2 separate regions of the Danio rerio genome follow, and region 1 is linked to region 2. A link is a contact called in public Hi-C data. All regions are on one chromosome and are shown on one strand. The core of a region is the stretch at or near the end of the contact, and the rest is flanking DNA. Distances in the headings are between cores, read along the strand shown.

Region 1 (5,463 bases), core at 1,769-4,268, 140 kb before region 2:
TCTAGATTGGATTACCATAATGTCATTTATTACTATAGGTTCATGTGACAATTTAAATATTTGTCATTTTAAAGAGTAATGCTTCTTAACATTGATAACTCTCAAGTATACTGAAATGTTGAATGGCTATAGTCAAGTATTATAGTGATTACTATAAAAACAAAACTACTGTAACTAACAAAAATACATTGGATGGGTCAAAATTATAGACACTTTTTTTTCCACCAAATATCATTAGAATGTTAAGTAAAGATCATGTTCCATGGATATTTTTCCAACTGTAAATTTTTATTGATTTTCTTTTGGTTCCTTTATTTATCAGGGGTCGCCACAGCGAAATAAGCCACCCAATTGTAAATATATCAAACAGTATTTTTAATTAGTAATGTGTAATTTATATAGACAGCTTCAAATCCCTTAAATCTTTAAAGATTCCAGATATTCAAATAGTTGTATCTCTGCCTAATATTGTCTAATAACAATAACATACATGTTAATCATTGTTAATAACAAATCATACATGTACATCAGTGTTAAGCCTGTTTTTTATTGAGCTTTTTTTCAATTTTGAAATAAATTGACACTTACAGTATGACCGATGTTGTGGTTCACACACACACACACTGTCCTTTGACTTTGCTCTCTGTCAAAACCACTTTCAGCTACACTCACCTCACAATGTTCTCAAGTGTGTGTGTGGAGGCAGAGGAGTTTGAGACTGAAATGAAGTGTTTCTGGAGTGCTGCTGAATCAAGGCTCATGTGGTGACCTCCTTCAGCAGGACACTCCACAAACCCTCCAAAATCACTGGGAAACATTGTAAAAGTTTGGCCTGCAAGAGAACCTTCTGTTAGTCTATGCTCACATGATGTAATGCGTTTTAGTCTTAACACACACATACATACACAGCTGTGCGGTGGAATGTGCTGTGTATAAACACTACTGCAGCACTTTTGAACTAAACAAGGAAATTCCACAGTTAACAGATCAGGAAGCAACTCTGAGGCTCCTATATGGCTTGCTGCATAGTTTTGACATGTGAAAATTGTATCGGAACTATGATTTCGGAAAACATCAAACTGCTGAGCTATGTTTGTAACACCAATCTTGCGACCTTAGTTGGCGAATGATGCCAACACCATCTTGTTTAACTGAGAAGCAATTTCATTGAGTATAATCATGTCGTCAAAATTCATTCTTTTTCCACTGCAGCATGACTTTATATTCTATACTGTACATTATTTCGGTAAGTGACAAGACTTTTGTCTAAGCAAAGTCAGACCTTACTGTCCTAATTAAATAAAATAATCAAAGCATGATCATATTTTATTTTGGTAAAAAAAGCGACTTCGCCTTTCATATAAGCCATTTCTGATACCAAATGAGCAACTAGAAGTCAACTTATTATTTGTTGTTCCTAAAACTTGAATAGGCGACAAGACTTTTGTCAGGTAGTATACATATACAGATAGGTTTTTTGACAATACACTAAACTCCAACCTGATCAATTATAAACAGGAAAGCAGACAGTTAAAATGTACAATAAAAAAGCAAATGAAAACAAAATGATTCCAGATTTTCAAATTGTATCTAAATTTTCTATTTGTATCTCTGCCAAATAGTGTCCTCTCCAACATTACACAAACAATACAACGGAAAGCTTATTTATTCAGTATAAATATTCATTTGCAAAACTTGACTGGCTTTGTGATCCATAGTGATATATTTAAAAGATGTAAATATGTCAAATCACAAATGACAGACAAAATTATGAACGTTTTTCTATTCTATTCTGTTATTTTTTTATTCCAGCCAAAATAAAACAAATGAGATTTTTTCCCAGAAGAAATGAATAGAGGAAATACTGGGAACAATTCCATGCCCTGTTAAACATCATTTGGCTAATACTTAAAAAAGAACAATATTCACAGCAGGATGAATAATTTTGACTTCAACTATACATTTTAAAACCATTTAACAGAATAAAGGCCTATAATACAGCCTATATAGGAGTTGATCTGAAATAAAAGATTTAAATTCAGTCTATAATTTCACTAGTCAATTCATAGAGTAGCCTAGTGTGTTCATCCAAAGACTATAGAATTCACAAGACATGTCACTCGTATCTTTTTGAATGAGGAATAGTGTAACTGCCAATATAGTGAATAAAACCCCGCCTACTAGTACAGGAGCCAATTATCGATCGCTATATGGTCAAAAAAGCACGCCTTCTGGTACAGGAGCCAATCATGATCGCTATAGACTGACAATAGTCTGGGGGAGGGGCTTGGACCTGATGTTAGTTTCTGCAGATTTTGTGTGATACAGATGTTTAGAAATAAAACTAAAGACACAGTTGTTGTTTAATTTTATTGGTGATTCCTAATATGAAATTTAATCGTAAGCTTGGAAAGCCATTTTGGAAAATTTGATGTTTGCCCTTTCAAACAGACTGCCGAGAATACTGCCCGATAGTTGTTTCGAAGATGGCCGCTGAGTGAAATGACTTCCCTGAGTGAAGGGACTTTGGTTCAACTGATCCTGTACATTTTATAAGATTTTTATATGTTTGCTAATTATTAAAATTGAGCTAGATTTTGTGCTATTGGATTGAAAGATCAAAGAACAAGAACTGAGAAAGCACAACCAGCTCACAGACCCGCCATCATCAGAAAAATGGAGGAAAGAGTGGACAAAGCTACATTTCACATCCATTGACTCTTTACTTTTTCATCACTTTGATAACATTGGTATAATCCCTTCTGTGAAATAAATGTACATTTTACAAGATATCAATTTCCACAGTACAGCCAGAAGAACAGAACTTCATGAGCATTCGTGAGAAAAGCAGATTCCCCCAGTCTCCATACATCAACAAAACTACAGCTCATGATATAGAGCTCCATTAGACAAGCAAAGCACCAAATCAAAAGGCTCCAGCAAGACAGATTGAGCCACTTAACCCTCAGCATATTTACTTCTGGAGCGCAGGGTGCATGAGGTGATGGATGTTGCGTGATGTCACATTACCGCATGCTAAATCACTAATAATCCCTGCTATTGACTGCTGCAGCAACACGCCGTCAACGTGTCATGAATTACACTTAACATTTCACACAAGGGTCTGATTGGCAGCTGAAGAGGTAAACAGCATGTTCTTCGAGCACATCTGGCACTGCTCAGCTAAAAAAAAAAAAAAAAACTCCCAGCATTCCTCTGTAATCCACCTGGTGTGTGTGTCCATTCATTCATTTTTCTTTGGCTTTGTCCCTTATTTATCAGGGATCGCCACAGTGGAATGAACCGACAACTATTCCAGCATATGTTTATGCAGGGGATGCCCTTCCAGCCAAAACCCAGTACTGGGAAATGCCCATACATACACTCTCACATTCACACTAACATGGAGTGTGTCTCTATGTTAGTTTATCCAATTCACCTATTGACCTTATTCTTCAATGCGGAAGTGTTTTTGTGATCGTTTTAGAACTTCCAATTCAGTTTCTTATGGGAGAAATGACTAGGAATAATAAATGGGAGAAAACGGTCAAACTGCTAGCGGTACAAATAAGTGTTTGCATGACTATACAGACAAAATTAAATAAGAAAATATCAGTTTGCAACATTCAGCAGTGAAACAAGCTGTTTTTAATGTCTTAAAATGAATGGAAGTGAACGAGACTGGAAGTCTCAAGCCAAAAAGATTCAAATGGCTGTGCCCGCTCATACGTGGATAATAATATCTTTGGAAACTGGAGCTCCCAGAGGAAACCCACACCAACACGGGGAGAACATGCAAACTCAGTAACGTCAACTGGCCCAGCTGGGACTCGAACCAGCAACTGTCTTGCTGTGAGGTGACAGTGCTAACCTCTGAGCCATAATGAAGCTTTTTCCTCAAATACAAAATTAAAACAAAATCAATATTTTTTTTGTTTTATAGAGAGCCGGCTCTAATCTTTTTGATTAGCATTATTGTTTTTGGGTTGTGCAGTTTAATTTGCAGAATTTCTACAAAGTATGTTGTGTACTGTAAACTTTTTTGGTCACGTCAGTAAAGCACATTTATTTTCCTCATTTCAAATCTAAAATATGTTTTCAGATTGATATTTTTCTGATCCCATAACTCTGTGGTGATTTATATAAATATAAATATTTATAGGCGAGGCGCAGTAGGTAGTGCTGTCCCCTCACAGCAAGAAGGTCGCTGGTTCGAACCTCGGCTCAGTTGGCGTTTCTGTGTTGTTCTCCCTGCCTTCGTGTGGGTTTCCTCCGGGTGCTCCGGTTTCCCCAACAGTCCAAAGACATGCGGTACAGGTGAATTGGGTAGGCTAAATTGTCCGTAGTGTATGAATGTATGTGTGTGTGTGTAAACTCAATAAAGAAAAAGGTGCAAACCTAAGAATTTTTATATATTTAACATTAATATTTTACAGTCCAATTGTATTCAGGTATATAGTAATTGAATAATCAAACGTAAAATAATACTGCATACTGTTCTTTTTATAAACAATTCAATAAAAGGAATCATTGTTAATTTGTCAAACGTACAAATGGTAAACTTTCTTATGCCTTAATGGCTTTTATTGATGCTGAAATGATATATTGTGCAGGCCTAGTGTCCACATGACCACACTGTACCCAGAGTTTTTAAAAATCATCACCTGATACTGTGCTTTTATGTGGACAAACAGTCAAACTGCATAGAAAAAGTGCAGTTTGTAAAAAAAAAAACTGTTTGTGTAGACAGGGCCTTAATTACGCGAGAAATCTGAGAAATTCATAGGAATTAGCCACTAAATAAAAGTTGTAAGACAGCATTAGTTTGTTTTTTTTACCTCTTTAGTGTGCGTGTGGAAAGAGACGGACATGTCCAGCAGTAGTTTTCTTTGCTCCACTCGCCTAACAAAGTCCTGGATCCTGACTTCCAGGTGTCGCGCTGCCTTGTAGATCTCCTCAGGGTCACACTCGCCCGTCTGAGCCAACTGCTCAGCAGCTTCCAGCAGCTTATCTGCATTAGTGTATGTATTCTGATAAGGCACAAAGAAAACACAAGGGAAATTGGATCAATCGATAGAAATGAAGACGAAATAAACTTCTTTCCAGGGATAGGGAGTGACTTAGCACAAATACTTCGTTACTGTACTCGACTTCCAAAAATGTAAAGTTTCGCACTGCATAGTATGGCTCAATTAAGTTTTAATCTTAAATGCTACACAAACATATGCACAACATTCATTTATTCATTTTCTTGTCGGCTTAGTGGCTTTATTAATCCAGGGTAGCCACAGTGGAATGAACCGCCAACTTATCCAGCACATTTTTTCGCAACCCATCTCTGGGAAACTTCCACACACACATTCACACAAACACTAAGGACAATTTAGCCTACCCAATTCACCTGTACCGCATGTCTTTGGACTGTGGGAGAAACCGGAGCACCCAGAGGAAACCCATGCGAAC
Region 2 (5,487 bases), core at 1,160-3,659:
CCGACCATTGAGTCTATTTATTTACTTGTGTAAATGTGTGTAAATTTATATTTATTCAGTTGTTTTGAAATTAATTTCTGTAATATTATTGACTAATATGAAACTGTTCATATGATTTAATAACAATAAAGTTTGTAAAGTAATATTTTCAGTTTTTTAGTAGATCTATTATATGAGAAACTTGCTTTGTTTACCTAAAAAGTGGATCTAATTGGATTTGCATGGTAAACAGTAAATAAAAGTTAAAAATATATTATTTTTAATTTAGTAATTTAGTAAAATAGTAAGTTTTTTGTTATGATACTCCCAAAATTTTGTTTAAGATACTCCTAGATTTTTTTTACAAAATTCTCCCAAATTTTGTACAGTTTTTACAATTTTTACAAAATTCTCCCAAAATTTTGTTATAATACTCCTAGACTTTTTTTTACAAAATTCTCCCAAATTTTGTAAATTTTTTACAATTTTTTTACAAAATTCTCCTAAAATTTTGTTATGATAACTCCAGATTTTTTTTACAAAATTCTCCCAAATTTAGTAAATTTTTTTACAAAATTCTCCCAAAATTTTGTTTATGATATTACCATATTTTTTTACAAAATTCTCCCAAATTTTGTACATTTCTTTACAAAATTCTCCCAAAATTTTGTTTATGATACTCCCAGATTTCTTTTTACAAAATTCTTCCAAATTTTGTAAATTAAAAAAAATAAACTAAATTCTCCCAAAATTTTGTTATGATACTTGACAGATTTTTTTTTTTACAAAATTCTCCACAGAAACAGCAAAATATGTCCGCAGATTCTGTCATGATCAGTACTCAATCATAGCAGTAATTCCTAAATAAGCCTGCAAGAAAATATTTTCTATCACTCCCTTAAATACCAATGATTTTTCTTGCAGTTGTTTGAACATGTTGCTATTTATCAGCCTGTCCTTGACTGTGAAGTCTCAGCTTTTCCACACAACACACACAGTCTTCACCTTGAACCTCACTCGAACTGTGTTTGATGTGTGTTTGTTCATATGAGAGAGTGAGTGTATTAGCATAATGACTAGCCCACTACATAAACTGCAGGACTAATATGTCAGTACATTCACATTACAGCCTTACAGCTTTCTACAAAATTCCGAAAGCTGCACACGACCCAGTATTTTATCGCAACACTGATCCGATGCCCAGTTTTAAAGATAGCCATTATTGTCACATCTCTTCATACTGTATGACAAATATACTCAAGTTAACATTTACCATTAATATTGATGTCAACATTACAATGAGGAAAACATCATACATACTTTAAAAGCATGTCGTTCAGTGCAACACAATACTGTACCATCCTGAAAATTTATATATAGAAGAAGTCAATCTTAACCATTTAGCAATAAAAAGCACCTCCTCAATGCGAGGATAAGCATATACCACTAAATACCTTCTTGGCACCTCCAACGCTCCAAAAAAAAAAAAGTTTTATTTACACAAATTACCAGAGGAGTGTTTGTAAATACCATCCTCCCAGTCACTTTCCAATTAGCCTAGCATGTAGCCTACTTTAATGAATGTGCTTTCACACTTCAGTCAAACTTATTAGCCTACAACAAACCAGCCATTTTGTGCACCCCAGCGTGAGAATAAATAACCCAAAACATGCAGGAGAAGTCGTCGAGCAGTTCAGGAACAGTATATTATAGGCTGGGCTGGTCTAGCTGTCAATCACAGCAGGATAACGGTAAAGCTCAGCATCCCCATCTCACACAAGCTACCTGTAAACCTACACAAACTACATCCTTCATCTACATCATGTCTGATTTGTCCGATTACTATCAATTTATCTTCAGTATAGTGTGCTTATTCTTTCTTTTTTTTTTGTTTAGTATAAATAACACACTTCATAAACCAAACCATGACTAAATCAATGACACATGATTTTAATGTTAAGAACGAAGGGAAATACTAGTTACACTAAATAATGTTTAACGCAATGAATCAAATGCCGATTTCAATTAAGCAGTATTGTAAATAAATTGAATAAATTCCGCAATTTGGAATTTATGAAAAGAATAATTAACTATAGCAACATGTAAACATCATAAAGACAGTGTGAAATATAAAAGAAAGTGCTCCAATAATCATAAATGTGACTCTGGGTTTGTAGAAATCCCTGTCTCTCCATCTCTCCTCGCATCGTACCTGTTTTGAAGAATGCATCCGTGTCCGAATCATTGGGTCCGTCCTCCGGCGCTTCAGCAGAATTCATGTTTTCCTCTTGTATCTCACAGCTCAAAATAACAAGAAATATATCCAAATTCAGCGCTCCATCATCTCAGTGTGTCTGTTTTTTGACGGCACAGCCCTCAGTCAGCGCGACAAAGCACAGCTCTGCATTGCCTTCTATTGTCTCCAGATGCGCCTCTCCTCCTCAGATCGCTCCTTTCACTTCTTGTGAGTCGATTCTTTTGAACAGACTCGCTTATCGATTCTTAGATCCGTCTTGTGTTGTTCGGTCTGTTCAACATGATCCTCAAAGCTGTAATTTAGAATTATTTAATCGAAAGTAGACTAGTCTGGCGTGTGGATGTTGACGCCTGACCGTGTGACGTGAAAACGTTGATTAATTTTGAGACCGCCTCATTGAAATGAACCGTTCGAAGGAACCGATTCTTGAAAACCACTCGCTCCAGTTTAAACAAAGCGGCGCGCAGCCCGTGTGTGTAGATGAGGTGAAGAAGTGTCAGTGAAAGCTGATGTCATTGATCCTGCATGATGTCAGTAGGCTTTTTGGTCACTTTCCTCGCGTATTTATATTTTCAATGAGAAATACTTAGTTTACATACTTATTGTAATGGCGTCCTGAAGAGCAGAGATTGTGTTTATGGTTGTGGAGTGTGTTTTCCCTTAACAATAGAGCAGAAGGGAAACGCGCGCGCGTGTGAGTGTGAGTGGGTGTGGGCCCTCCCACTGTGATATCACGCCCCCTTCTAGTCTTGGGCTGTTGGAAAACCCTTTGACATAAATTAGCATAATAAATAGAAAGCACGTGTGCAACAATATCCACAAATTCAAGATGAATACAAATTAAACTAAAATAGGTTGAATAAATAAACATTTAAAATAAAACGAAATCTTTAGAAATAATAATGTAGAAAATAATTATGTAGATAATAATGATAATATATTTTACAAATTTTTAGTATTATAATAATATAATTAAAAGAAATAATTTTTAATCTGTAAATAATTTTAATTAACACAAAGTGTGTGTGTGTATATATATATAGTCAGAATTATTAGCCCCCTTTTGATTTTGTTTTTCTTTTTTAAATATTTCCCAAATTATGTTTAACAGAGGAAGGACATTTTAACAGTATGTCTGATAATATTTTAAGTCTTATTTGCTTCATTTTGGCTAGAATAAAAGCAGTTTTTAATTTTTAAACACCATTTTAAGATCAAAATTAAGCAATTTTTTCGATAGTCTACAGAACAAACCGTCATTATACAATAACTTGCCCAATTATCCTGCCTAGTTAACCTAATTAACCCAGTTGAGCCTTTAAATGTAACTTTAAACTGTATAGAACTATCATCTAGTAAAGTATTATTTACTGTCATCATGGCAAAAATAAAATAAACCAGTTATTGGAAATGAGTTATTAAAACTTTTATGTTTACAAATGTGTTGAAATAATCTTATAATTTTATATATATATATATATATATATATATATATATATATATATATATATATATATATATATATATATATATATATATACATAAAGTATACAAGTGTATGCCTATATAACTGTTATATTATTTATATTGGATTATTATTATTACTAATATAATATTTACTAATAAATTAATATACTTATAAATCAACAGAGTGATGCTCTACGTGAAAATTAAACCAAAAAATTTAACTGAATAACTAGGATGTACCGCCCCCTGGTGAAAGCAAGTTAATATTACAGTTGACATAAATCCAGGCTCACTTTGCTGGACTTCTGAAAGACAGATTTAGTTTTAGCTCTCTTTGTAAAGACACATAAAACTACTTTCTAATTACAGCAACTGCAATAAAGCATTTATTATAGCATATCATTTTCATTTATTATAATATTAACGATCTGCAATACAGTCATGACAAGGCCAAGTGGAACTAAACAGATCAAATCATCCATTCAATATACTTTCAGCCAAATTTCATCCATATATATAAAAGAGGTTTTACAATAATGGCGTGCATGTACATCAGTGTATCCTGTATCTGATCAAGACCGAAATAACAACCCAGTGTGATTACTCAGCAAATCACTCCGCTTCCAGTTCTTCCTGTTATCATGGACACTTTTGGCAGTGTATCCTTTATAGTGCATGTGTGTGTGTGAGCGTGTAAATCATTCTTTCTCTCCATCTCTCCCCCTCGCTCTGTGTGTATGTGTGTGTGTGCTTGTGCCATGAGGTCTGTAGTTAGCTGACTCCTAGTGGGCACAATACCAGCTTCCTCCAGCCACCCTACAGGCCTCTGCAACAAACACTCAGCAGATGGTTAAGCTTTTTTACACAAGAATTACACAACCAGGTCATACTTGGAGGACTACACACTTAAAGCACTGTTTTTTTTTCCAGCAATGGCATAGAAATCTTAAATAGAATCTGAAAATTACCTTTTTTTAAATTGAATTGAACATTTTGTGGAGTGGAAAGGTTCCATACACACTCATTCACACACTTATACACTGGAAAATACAATCCAATTCACTTATACTGCATGCTTTTGGACTGGAACAAACTTGAGCATTCACAGGAAACCCACAGCAACATGGGGAGAACTTGTAAACTCCACACAGAATTGCAAACTGGCCTGGCCTGGACTCAAACCAGCAACCTTCTTGTTGTGAGGAGACAGTACTAACCACTGAGCCACTGTGCCGCTTCCTCGAAACACAATGAAACTTCAATTCAAATTTTAATAATAACAAAAATAATAGTAATAAAAATGAGAGTCCAAGAAATTTTGGTGAAATAGAAGTTATGCAAAAGATTTAGTGAGAGTGAGATGCTAATGGGCTAATGCGATTCTTAAGCTAAGCAAATAGTGCAGACCCAGAAATTGGCTGAATAGATTCACAAAGGGTAAACCTCAACTCTAGGGGGGAGGTGTAACATGAAAATGTTTCAAATAAATAAATTAATAATTTAAAGATTGAAATGTTCCTTTAATTCTACCATTAATCAAGCAAACAAACACACATAATAAGAACAGTAAACTGAGGCTTCAATTCACACAGGCTCACCAAAATCAGTCAATAGAAGATTAGAAAAACGTTGCCTGATTTGATGAGTCTCGATTTCTGCTGCGACATTCAGATGGTAGAGGTCTGAATTTAGGGTCAACAACATGAAAGCATGAATCCATCCTGTCTTGTATCAGCGGTTCAGGCTGGTGGTGGCGTAATGGTGTGGGGGATATTTTCTTGGCA

The links. Hi-C and Micro-C count contacts between places; a contact is called where the count stands out from the background.
Region 1: a contact with region 2 is called in a Hi-C map of embryo, with 2.1 times the contacts expected there. The contact joins the enhancer-like site here to the promoter of kalrna in region 2. A contact is called at or near these places in 3 of 18 Hi-C or Micro-C datasets (caudal fin, embryo and an unstated tissue) and 1 of 4 datasets of contacts at active chromatin or transcription factors (caudal fin).

Annotation. Positions count from the first base shown.
Region 1 is chr9:4,304,781-4,310,243 of GRCz12tu, reverse strand. kalrna (kalirin RhoGEF kinase a) reads right to left here. Exons shown (of 59, transcript XM_073912396.1): 11 at 4,839-5,030. Among named protein-coding and RNA genes, the nearest start is that of mylka, 110 kb to the right of the region's middle. Within about 2 kb of position 3,018, at least 3 of the 62 cell types and tissues checked have an H3K27ac peak or open chromatin away from gene starts, as enhancers often do.
Region 2 is chr9:4,167,635-4,173,121 of GRCz12tu, reverse strand. kalrna (kalirin RhoGEF kinase a) reads right to left here and starts at 2,409. Exons shown (of 59, transcript XM_073912396.1): 1 at 2,192-2,409. The coding sequence starts at 2,258. The region is part of intron 1 of mylka (myosin, light chain kinase a); the gene reads left to right.